Regions from separate parts of the Ovis aries genome. Here region 1 is linked to region 2. The links are chromatin contacts, called in public Hi-C maps. All regions are on one chromosome and are shown on one strand. The core of a region is the stretch at or near the end of the contact, and the rest is flanking DNA. Distances in the headings are between cores, read along the strand shown.

Evidence for each region. Hi-C and Micro-C count contacts between places; a contact is called where the count stands out from the background.
Region 1: a contact with region 2 is called in a Hi-C map of hypothalamus, with 6 times the contacts expected there. The contact joins the promoter of MOB3B here to the enhancer-like site in region 2. A contact is called at or near these places in 8 of 16 Hi-C or Micro-C datasets (hypothalamus, liver, muscle and 4 more).

Annotation. Positions count from the first base shown.
Region 1 is chr2:96,236,334-96,241,819 of ARS-UI_Ramb_v3.0, reverse strand. MOB3B (MOB kinase activator 3B) reads left to right here and starts at 3,633. Exons shown (of 4, transcript XM_004004422.6): 1 at 3,633-3,782.
Region 2 is chr2:96,028,683-96,034,239 of ARS-UI_Ramb_v3.0, reverse strand. All of the region lies in intron 3 of MOB3B (MOB kinase activator 3B), which reads left to right. Among named protein-coding and RNA genes, the nearest start is that of EQTN, 15 kb to the right of the region's middle. Within about 2 kb of position 2,804, at least 10 of the 54 cell types and tissues checked have an H3K27ac peak or open chromatin away from gene starts, as enhancers often do. A contact at or near this core is called in hypothalamus, where this site is marked.

The DNA.
Region 1 (5,486 bases), core at 2,384-4,883, 210 kb before region 2:
CCCGGAGTTCACTCAGACTCACATCCATCGAGTCAGTGATGCCATCCAGCCATCTCATCCTCGGTCGTCCCCTTCTCCTCCTGCCTCCAATCCTTCCCAGCATCGAAGTCTTCTCCAATGAGTCAACTCTTTGCATGAGGTGGACACAGTACTGGAGCTTCAGCTTTAGCATCATTCCTTCCAAAGAAATCCCAGGGTTGATCTCCTCGGCAAATTAATGTCTCTACTTTTGAATATGCTATCTAGGTTGGTCATAACTTTTCTTCCAAGGAGTAAGCGTCTTTTAATTTCATGGCTGCAACCACCATCTGCAGTGATTTTGGAGCCCTCAAAAATAAAGTCTGACACTGTTTCCACTGTTTCCCCATCTATTTCCCATGAAGTGATGGGACCAGATGTCATGATCTTCGTTTTATGAAAACTGAGCTTTAAGCCAACTTTTTCACTCTCCTCTTTCACTTTCATCAAGAGGCTTTTTAGTTCCTCTTCGCTTTCTGCCATAAGGGTGGTGTCATCTGCATATCTGAGGTTATTGATATTTCTCCCGGCAATCTTGATTCCAGCTTGTGTTTCTTCCAGCCCAGCGTTTCTCATGATGTACTCTGCATAGAAGTTAAATAAGCGGGGTGACAATATACAGCCTTGACATACTCCTTTTCCTATTTGGAACCAGTCTGTTGTTCCATGTCCAGTTCTAATTAAAAGACACTTACTCCTTGGAAGGAAAGTTATGACCAACCTTGATAGCATATTCAAAAGCAGAGACATTACTTTGCCAACAAAGGTCTGTCTAGTCAAGGCTATGGTTTTTCCAGTGGTCATGTATGGGTGTGAGAGTTGGACTGTGAAGAAAGCTGAGCACCAAAGAATTGATGCTTTTGAACTGTGGTGTTGGAGAAGACTCTTGAGAGTCCCTTGGACTGCAAGGAGATCCAACCAGTCCATTCTGAAGGAGATCAGCCCTGGGATTTCTTTGGAAGGAATGATGCTAAAGCTGAAACTCCAGTACTTTGGCCACCTCATGTGAAGAGTTGACTCATTGGAAAAGACTCTGATGCTGGGAGGGATTGGGGGCAGAAGGAGAAGGGGACAACAGAGGATGAGAGGGCTGGATGGCATCACTGACTTGATGGATGTGAGTCTGAGTGAACTCTGGGAGTTGGTGATGGACATGGAGGCCTGGTGTGCTGCGATTCATGGGGTTACAAAGAGTCGGACACAACTGAGTGACTGAACTGAACTGAACTAGGTCACAAGGGCAGGGACCCTTGTGAATAGAATTAGTGCCCTTATCAAAGAGGCCTGAGAGGACTTCCATGGTGGTTCAGTGGATAAGAATCTGCCTGCCAGTGTAGGAAACATAGGTTCAATTCCTAAGATTCCACATACCTCAGAGCATGCACCACAACTACTGAACCTGTGCTCTAGAGCCTAGGGGTTGCAACTGCTGAGCCCATGTGCCATAACTACTGAAGTCTGGAGCCTTAGGCCTGAGTTCTGCAACAAGAGAGACCACCAAATAAGAAGTCTGTGCACGATAACGAAAAGTAGCCCCCCACTTGCCACAACTAGAGAAAGCCTGTGTGCAGCAAAAACTAAATTATTTATGAAAACAACAACCAAAAACAGCAAAGAGGCCTGAGAAAGCTTCCTTGCCTCCTTCTGCCATGTGAGGACACAGAGAAAAGATGTCAGTGAGGAAATGGGCCATCATCAAACACCAAATCTGCCAGTGCACTCCTCTTGGGCATCCCAGCCTCTAAAACTTTGAGAAGTCGTTTCTGTTTATCAGCCACCCAGTCTACAGTATTTCCTTTCAGTTGCCTGAATAGACTAAGAAACTGGACCAAGGAGGGCTTGGATTTAAAATGCTGGCCTTTCAGAGCAGATTCTGAAGTTTGCGCCATCCTCTTCCAGTCACCAGCTCACAGGCAGGGAAGCTGGATCAGGAAGATTCATCATACTGACCCCACTCACTGGTGAAAGTTAGCCAGGAAATAATGAAGGTTCCTCCCACCCCCACCAGCTTCACTGTTGCTCCCCATTGAAGGGGCCACTAAGGGGAGGAAGTGGGATGAGGCAAGGCTGAAACCCAAGCAGAGAGGCAGAGACAGTTCCATCAGTGCTTATTGATTAGCATCCAATGTTTTCTTTGCCCTACACATACTCTGCCCGTCTGTGCCCTGGATCTTGAGCCCTTTGTTCGAGAGCAGAAGTTGGCTCTTGATGTTCTTCTTTAGTTTCTGAGACAGAAAAACTTATTTTTCCTCTCTTCTTGACAGAACAGAAAAACTCTGTAACGAGAATTCTAGGGCAGGCAACAGGCTTTTCCCAATTTGGGAAAAGGAGTGAAACAGAAGGACTAGGAAAGGTAAACTAGGGTAATTAAGAGACACTTTCACCCTAATTGTTCTGGATGGGGAAGAAGAGTTGATTGCCATGAGGCCAAAGGACAAAAGGAGCTTTAAAGAAGTGAATGAGGGTTGAGACAGCTTAGAAATGAGATTGCATGAGTCAACAGTGACTCAAAACGCTTCTTAGTTGGATGGGTTTTAGTGTCTGACCATTTTTTCTTCTCGAGTTTGAGTTTTATATTCACAGTCTTCAATATCTTTGCATTGCCAAATGACACAAAATTCAGTGGAATCCTTTAATTCAGGGTTGATATCATTAGACCATGACTATTAAATATTTCTTATAGTATCAGACTTGATATTGCAAAGGATGAGTGTGGGTTTAGAGGTTCTCACTTGGTGGTTGTGGAAATAGCTTTTGGGGGAGAGATGTTTCTCTGTGTAGTCTAGTTTCTACTTAATATCTTTCCATACTTCTTTAAAGCGTGTACTGAGAATTATAAAATGTAATACCTAGTCATTTGGTATTCTTCGCAGTCAATGTGGACGAAGATGCTATTATACGAGGAATAAAAAGATATGGAAGACATTTTTTTTCTGCCTCAGGAGGCTTATATATCATGACTCCTACTATGAACAAAGAATACTTTCTATGTTTAGTTTATCCTTTAGTACCACCCTTGCAGGTAGACGCTGCTCTTCCCAATTTACAGAGAATACTGAGGTTTAGAGGTCATAGACCAATATCACACAAAGAGAAAGGGGCAGGCTGTGGGTTGGGATTCAAGGTCCATGCTCATTTCATTACTCTCAGCTTATTCTAGTGAATTTGCTAGAATCTCGAAGTAGTTTCCAATGATTACTGCTATTCTCTGTCTGGCAGTCCATAGCATTTTTCAAGTCAAAAAACCCTGGAGAAAGTAAGCAATTTCCCCCTCTCTAGGTGCTTTGGATGTGACCGTGGTGGATCCAGAACGCATCCTTTCTGATCTGATAGCTTCCTCCTCGCCCTGGCCAAAGGGTCAATGTTTTTCCCAGGAGGCTGGGAGCCCCGCTCAGACGGTCCATTCCCCACCTCTTTCCGGAGGGAAGATGACCCTAAGGCGACCTGACGTTCCTTCCCAAGGGAGCTGCCGTTCCGAAGGCGGCCGCCAGGGGGTCCCCGCTCCGCTCGCGCCCTCGCAAGGGAGCCGCGCTCCGGGTGCCGGTGGGGGCTGCTCTGGAGCGGCGGCGGCGGCGGCAGCTGGAGCCGGGTGCTCGCTCGCCCGCGCGCTTGCTGAGACCGCGCGCGCTGGCCTGGGAGCCCCGCACTGGATCCGCGAGCGTCGCCCCTCCTGCCCCGAGCTCACCGTCTTCCTCTCGCGCCGCCAGCAGCTGCCCCGGCGCGGGCAGCCGACAGGGCCCCGGGGCTGAAGGTAAAACCCCACGGTGAGTGAGAACTCGCTCCGAGCGCGGGGAGGTGGCGCAGCTCGCAGCCGCTCGCGCCGGGTCGCGCCCGGGCGGTTTAGAGGTGCGGGGCACACCTGGGGCGAGTGCAACAGGAGGGCGGGAGGCGGCGGACCCTGTTTCCCCGCCCGCCCTCCGCCTGCTTCCGGGACTGGAATCGGCCTCAGACCCCTGCCCGCGTCTTGGCTTCTGGCAGCCTCCTCCCGCTCCCTTCCCGGGTTGGAACGAGAGTCCTCCCGGGCTCCGGGGCCTTGAATGTTAAAGGTCTATCAGTGAAATCGTTCTTCTCTTGGGGAGGAGGGGGCGGTACGACTCTGTCCCCGAATCCATCCCGGATCGCAGATGATTGCAGAGTGCATGCTGGACTGTGGGTGGCGGGAAGACAAACTTTTACCAAAGTGCGCCCGGGCAGGGGGACCACGTTTAGGGCGTCTTGGTATTGAAGGCGGAGGCTCGGCTCGGGACTGCTAAGGGGAACTCCGCTGCGTCGGCCGGGTCGCCCCGGGGACTGCTGCTGCTTCGCGGAGGGAGAGGGTGTGTAAAGGGCGTACAAATCCTTCGGAACCCCTGGGCCAACAACTGTCAAACATCTGGAATCCCAGCCCCTCCCTTTCCCTACACTCAGGAAGGTGAAAACCCTTTCAACTTTCCTGATTGCTCCTCCCTGCCTTTGGACCGCTCTGGAAGGGTACAGGGCCGACCCCCGGGGCCTGGCAAGTAAGTACCAAACCGACACCCCAGACTTCTCAAGATCCCCCCTTACCCACCTCCCTGACCCCTCCCAGACGACCGCCTCGCAGGGACCACGCGACAGAGCCGATGGAGATCCAGGCGAATGGCCTTTTGTTTCTCGGCGTTTCCCCTATTGTTCGCCTTTCTAACATCTGGCGGGGCTCTGGAGACAAGGAAGCCCCTCTCGTCCTCCTCCCCCGCCCCCCTACGCCAGCCTCCCGGCCAGCTTGCGCCCGGGAGCCCGCCTGGGGAAGGCGAGGAGCCCGACTCCTGTGGGGCCGCCCCTCCCGGGCCTTGCGGTGAGAGGGCGGAGGGAAAGTTGTGCCTTCCCCGCCTCCTCCGCTGCCTGTGGCCCCGGGCGCATTTCTCAGATCTTATCCCTAGCGCGCGGCGGAGCGCAGATCCAGAAGGTGCCGCTCGCGGGAGAGAGTGGAAGCGAGGTGCTGCCCCAATCCCGGGTGCCCCTTTCCTGTGAGTTCCAGTGGATTCCAATCTCCGCCTAAAGGCGTGTGGTTGGCCCGTTGCCAGGCGGTGGGACGGGATCTGGGCAAGTCTGATAGGCAAACAGTTAAGTCCAAGGCTCTGAGACTAAGGCTCTGAGTTTCCAAGCGCCGAAGGGCAGGCGAGTCTAAGCAGGGCGTGTGTGCAGTGCTGTGCTCAGTTGTGTCCGACTCTTTTGCGACCCCGTGGACTGTAGTCCGCCAGGCTCCTCTGTCCATGGACTTTCCCAGGCAAGAACACTGGAATGGGTTGACATTTCCTTCTTCAGAGGATCTTCCCCATCCATGTCGGGAAGGGTCCTCTTCTGTAACTCGGGTCTTCTGAGTCTCCTGCATTGCAGGCTGATTCTGTATCGCCGAGCCACTCACTAATGGAGATGTAGAAATAACCTAGGAAGCCTCGAGACTTTGCTTAGAAATAGGAGTGAAGTGGCTCCCTCCAGAATGAACTTGG
Region 2 (5,557 bases), core at 1,555-4,054:
ACAGGTGACTGACTCAGGAAATGGGGCTCTCCTTGTAGAAACAAACAGAAGCAAGGTGCGTGCCAGGCTGGAGAGAGGAGGGGGGCAGGCCCTGAAATTCTGCAGTCACTTGAACTTGGTGAGACTATCTGGTAGGGGATGAAGAGAAATCAGTTCAGTTCAGTTGCTCAGTCATGTCCAACTCTTTGCAACCCTCATGGACTGCAGCACGCCAGGCTTCCCTGTCCATCACCAACTCCTGGAGCTTATTCAAACTCATGTCCATCGAGCTGGTGATGCCATCCAACCATCTCATCCTCTGTCATCCCCCTCTCCCAGTTTCAATCTTTCCCAGCATCAGGGTCTTTTCCAATGAGTCAGTTCTAAGCATCAGGTGGCCAGAGTATTGGAGTTTCAGCTTCAGCATCAATCCTCCCAACGAACACTCAGGACTGATCTCCTTTAGGATGGACTGGTTGGATCTCCTTGCAGTCCAGGGGACTCTTAAGAGTTTTCTCCAACACCACAGTTCAAAAGCATCAATTCTTTGGCACTGAGCTTTCTTTATGGTCTAACTCTCACATTCATATATGACCACTGGAAAAACCATAGCTTTGACTATACGGACCTTTATTGGTATTGGTCATAGCTTTTCTTCCAAGGAGCAAATGTCTTTTAATTTTATGACTGTGGTCACCATCTGCAATGATTTTGGAGCCCAAGAAAATAAAGTCTCTCACTGTTTCCATTGTTTCTCCATCTATTTGCCATGAAGTGATGGTAGTGGATGCCATGATCTTAGTTTTCTGAATGTTGAGCTTTAAGCCAGCTTTTTCACTCTCCTCTTTCACTTTCATCAAGAGGCTGTTTAGTTCTTCACTTTCTGCAATAAGGGTGATGTCATTTGCGTATCTGAGGTCATTGATATTTCTCCCTGCAATCTTGATTCCAGCTTGTGCTTCATCCAGCCTGGCATTTTGTATGATGCACTTTGTCTATAAGTTAAATAAGCAGGGTGACTATATACAGGCTTGACGTACTCCTTTCCCAATGTGGAACCAGTCTGTTGTTCCATGTCCAGTTCTAACTGTTGCTTCTTGACCTGCATACAGAGTTCTCAAGAGGCAGGTAAGGTGGTCTGGTATTCCCATCTCTTTAAAAATTTTTCATAGTTTGTTGTGATCCACACAGTCAAAGGCTTTGGTGTAGTCAATAAAGCAGTAGATGTTTTTCTAGAACTCTCAAGCTTTTTCCATGATCCAACAGATGTTGGCAATTTGATCTCTGGTTCCTCTGCCTTTTCTAAATCCAGCTTGAACATCTGGAAGTTCACGGTTCGTGTACTGTTGAAGCCTGGCTTGGAGAATTTTGAGCATTACTTTGCTAGTGTGTGAGATGAAAAATGGAAAGTGAAAATTGAAAATGTTAGTCACTGGATTGTGTTGGACTCTTTGTGACCCCATGTACTGTAGCCCACCAGGCTTCTCCATCCGTGGGATTCTTCAGGCAAGAATCCTGGAGTGGGTTGCCATGTCCTCCTCCAGGAGATCTTTCTGACCCAGAGATTGAACTCGGGTCTCCTGGATTGCAGGCGAATTCTTTACCACTGAACCACCAGGGAAGTCTACCCCTGTAGTTGTTTTGACACTAGTGTGGCACCCTTCTCACAGCATCATAATGCTATGAGTCCTCATTGAACCCTTGTCCCTACCTACACTCAGAAGTCACCCCATGTTACCCCATGTTGCCCCATGCGTTTTAGCTGACAATCACAGCATCCTTGCTGATGCCGGCTAACTTTCCCTTTGCTTCTTATCCTCTCTGCTTCTCCAGGAAAACTGCCAGTTCCAAAGGGACTTGCTTTGCTCCCAGTGGGTTAGATACTGAGATGAGGAAATAGCAAAATACCTGCTTGACCTCCAGTGTAGAAACATTGCTGGAGGGAAATGGGTGTTGACAGGATCTGAGGACCCTGAGGGGCGGGTGGATCAGGGATGATTCTGGTGAAGTCCTAGCCCAGGCATCAGCAAGCAGCACGTTGTCTGGAATGGATGGGGGTGCATAGGGGTGGGGTGGGGTGGCATGGTTAGCAGACCCTTGAGAAATGAAATTTTTGAGATGGTCACCATTTTCAACCCACACACTTGTTAAGGAAGGGAAAAATAGCCAACACCAAAGAAAGAAAGGGATAATATGGATACAACTTGGAGGTTTTGAAGTCTTTAAGAAATGGCATCTGTAGGGTGGAGGGCCCACAGAAAGTCGTCTTTCCGACCTGGCTACTGCCCCCACCCAGGGTGGAGAGGGGCGCTAACTGCTGTCAGGAATGAAACAGTCTTCTCACTCATAGTGTTTTACTCACATCCTGGCCCCCAAGTCTGTCCAGAAATGTGGTCTCTGTATTTCACGCTGCAGTTCACCCCCACTCTCTGAAGTCTGTCTTTATCTGCGAGGAGACTGATGACAGGTGAGGCATGGCTGTGCTCCAGGTTAGGGGGCTTCGAGGAACTGGGTCCTGAGGCTGTACCACTGATTGGACTCAAGGAAGCATTTTAGAACAGGAGCGCTTCCCCACCCCCACCCCGGGCCCTTTGGGGTGGAGTCACCGTTTCTCGACTATAACCTCGAATATTGCCTTTAACGTGTTGGTGAAGCTCCGTTATCAGAGAAGGAAAGAGCCGTGTGCGTGTGTGCATGCGCGTGTGTGCACGCGCGTGCCTGCGCTCTGTGAGCTGAGAAGTCATTGACTTCTGCCTTAGTGCCGCATCTGACACTATTCTGTGTGCTTCAAACTACCTCATCGTAGTGGTGGCTGGTGTAGGGAAGGGCCCGCTTACACAAAGGGCTTTTTCACCAAGCTTTGGGCACAGTCTTCTCATTCTTAGCACACTGCTACGCCTTCCACACCCACCTTTCTTTCATCTCTTTGTGTCCTGTTCTTTCTCAATCATGACTTTATTTCCAATACTTCTTCCTCCCCTTTTCTCCTTGTTTCTCAGAATTAGCAGAAAATTGGTGAATTGGAAACAAGAAATTGGCTTTAAAATGCTGTTGCTGTAGGACTTCTAAAGCAAACATATGTTTTATTGTTTTTCAGTTGCTCAATTGTGTTCAACTCTTTGTGACCCCATGAATTGCAGCACTCCAGGCTTCCCTGCCCTCCACTATCTCCTGGAGTTTGCTCAAACTCTGTCTACTGAGTCAGTGATGCGATCCAACCATCTCATCCTCTGTCGTCCCCTTCTCCTCCTGTCCTCAATCTTTCCCAGCATTTTTCCAATGAGTTGACTCTTCACATCAGGTGGCCAAAGTATTGGAGCTTCAGCTTCAGCATCAGTCCTTCCAATGAATATTCAGTGTTGATTTCCTTTAGGATGGACTGCTTTGATCTCCTTGCTGTAAAAGGGATCCTCAAGAGTCTTCCCCAGCACCACAGTTCAAAAGCATCAATTCTTCGACTCTCAGCCTTCTTTATGGTCCAACACATGTTAAAACACTAGAAAAACAAAGAACCTCACTCCTTTTCTTTTATTTCCCCTCCCAGTGGAGTAATAGAAACAGGATTTGTTTGTTTAATTATTTTTGTTTCTGAGTCAAACACATCTGGACTCAAACCTTTATCCTTCCCACTTGCTAGCTATGGGAACTTGGGCAAGTTACTTCAATCCTCTGAGCCTCTGTTTCCTCATCTGTAAATTAGAAAAAGCATTGCCTACTTCACAGAGTTTTAAACAAGAAGTAAATTCCATGGACAGAGGAGCCTAGTGGGAGACAAGTCCATGAGGTTCCAAGGAGTCAGACATGCACTCATAATAAACATAAATGCACACCCCCATAGTAAGGTATCCAGTTTGTATCTCTTTCCAGCTCTCATTTTACAGGGACTTTAAGACCTAATAATTGTTCCTCTTCATTGGATTTTAGTCTAATCAACAAGCATTTTTAAAGCACCTAGTATGTGCCAGGTCTTGTGCACCAGGGTCCAAACAGGAATAAGGCATAGTTCATCTCTTCAAGAACAATGTCTTGCCAGAACTGGGAAATAATAAACTACCATAGAACAACGTGAGAGATGCTCTGGGCACGAAGGGAAACCAAAAGAGGAGCACCTGAGACTTCATGGGGATGAGATGGGAAGGGTGTCCTTGAGGAGGAACAGTGATCAAGAGCCTTGAAGGAGGCTGGAGTTGGGAGGAAGGTGCTTTAGGAAGAGAAGAACAAAGGAAAACATATATATATATATATATATATATATATATATATATATATATATATATATATGGGCATTGTCCTGGATTTCACAGTAGAGAAGGGGAGCTGGAGAGCGACGGCCAGGTGGCTGGGGAGTCCAGACCAACGTTAAATGCTGTAGCTGGGAACTGGTGTGAATGCTGAGAGAGACCTTTAGGTTTTAGGTTAGATGGAGAGTCAACAATGCTAGAGGAATTTTACATGAAGCATGCTGAGGTGACTCTGAGAAATCCTTGTTTGCACAAATTGCCTCTCTGAGATCAACTCGGAGCGGAGTCCACAGGTCAGGAGTTCTGGTGCTGCCATTATCAGCTTTCAGCAAGTCACTTCCTCCCTCTCATGTTCTCTTCACATCTCTGGAATAAAGATGTTGAACAGCAGTCTGTGATTCTGTGATTTTTATCACTGTTTTTTGGAACTTGTTTTTAGAATTCCTAATATTGACTTATTCATATGGCTATGGTAGCATGATGACTGACACTTAGCAAATACCACATTTCTTTATTCCATGTGAAAATTCAATTCCTAAAATGTATGATGGTGTGTAGGGTGTAGTAAACGTCAGTCAGTTGGTTTCTTCATAGTCTCGGTCAGGTAAGAAATAATTTGTGTGACCTGGAATAAATCATTTTACTTCTTTGAACCATTTATTCCCTCCGTGGCCAGTTCTAAAAATGGCTACACTGAGAGATAAGAATAAGCTTTGATTCCTGGAATTTATGCAAGTTTGTTCCATGTATATTAAAAAAAAAAAATCTTTCAAAGGCTGTCAAAGATCTCTAATTTTAAAATGTGTAGATCAGAACAGAAGTGGTAGAGTATCTTAGGCAATAGATATGCTGGTTTCATCTATCACCACTTTTCCTCACAAAGACTAGGCAACATCATTTTAACTTTGTTTCTAGAACTAAATATAATTTCAATTTGGAGATTTTGCCTACTTCTCTTTTTATTTTTTAAATGCCTAGAGCTTGTTTTTTAGGAAAATTTCATTTGTATTTAAAAAAAATCTAGAAAGTATATAAAAGGCAAATACCAAAAACAGAAAATATATATTATTTCATTCACCCAGAGGTGAACTTATTATGCTGGACTCATAATTTGTATTTTTTCCTAAAATAATTGGATCAAACCATATAGACTGTTGGGCTTCCCAGGTGGCACTAGTGATAAAGAACCCCCTGCCAATGCGGGAGATGTAAGGAGGCACAGGTTTAATCTCTGGGTGGGGAGGATCACCTGGAGGAGGGCATGGCAACCCACTCCCGTATTCTTGCTTGGAGAACCCCTTGGACAGAGGAGCCTGGCAGGCTACAGTCCATGGGGT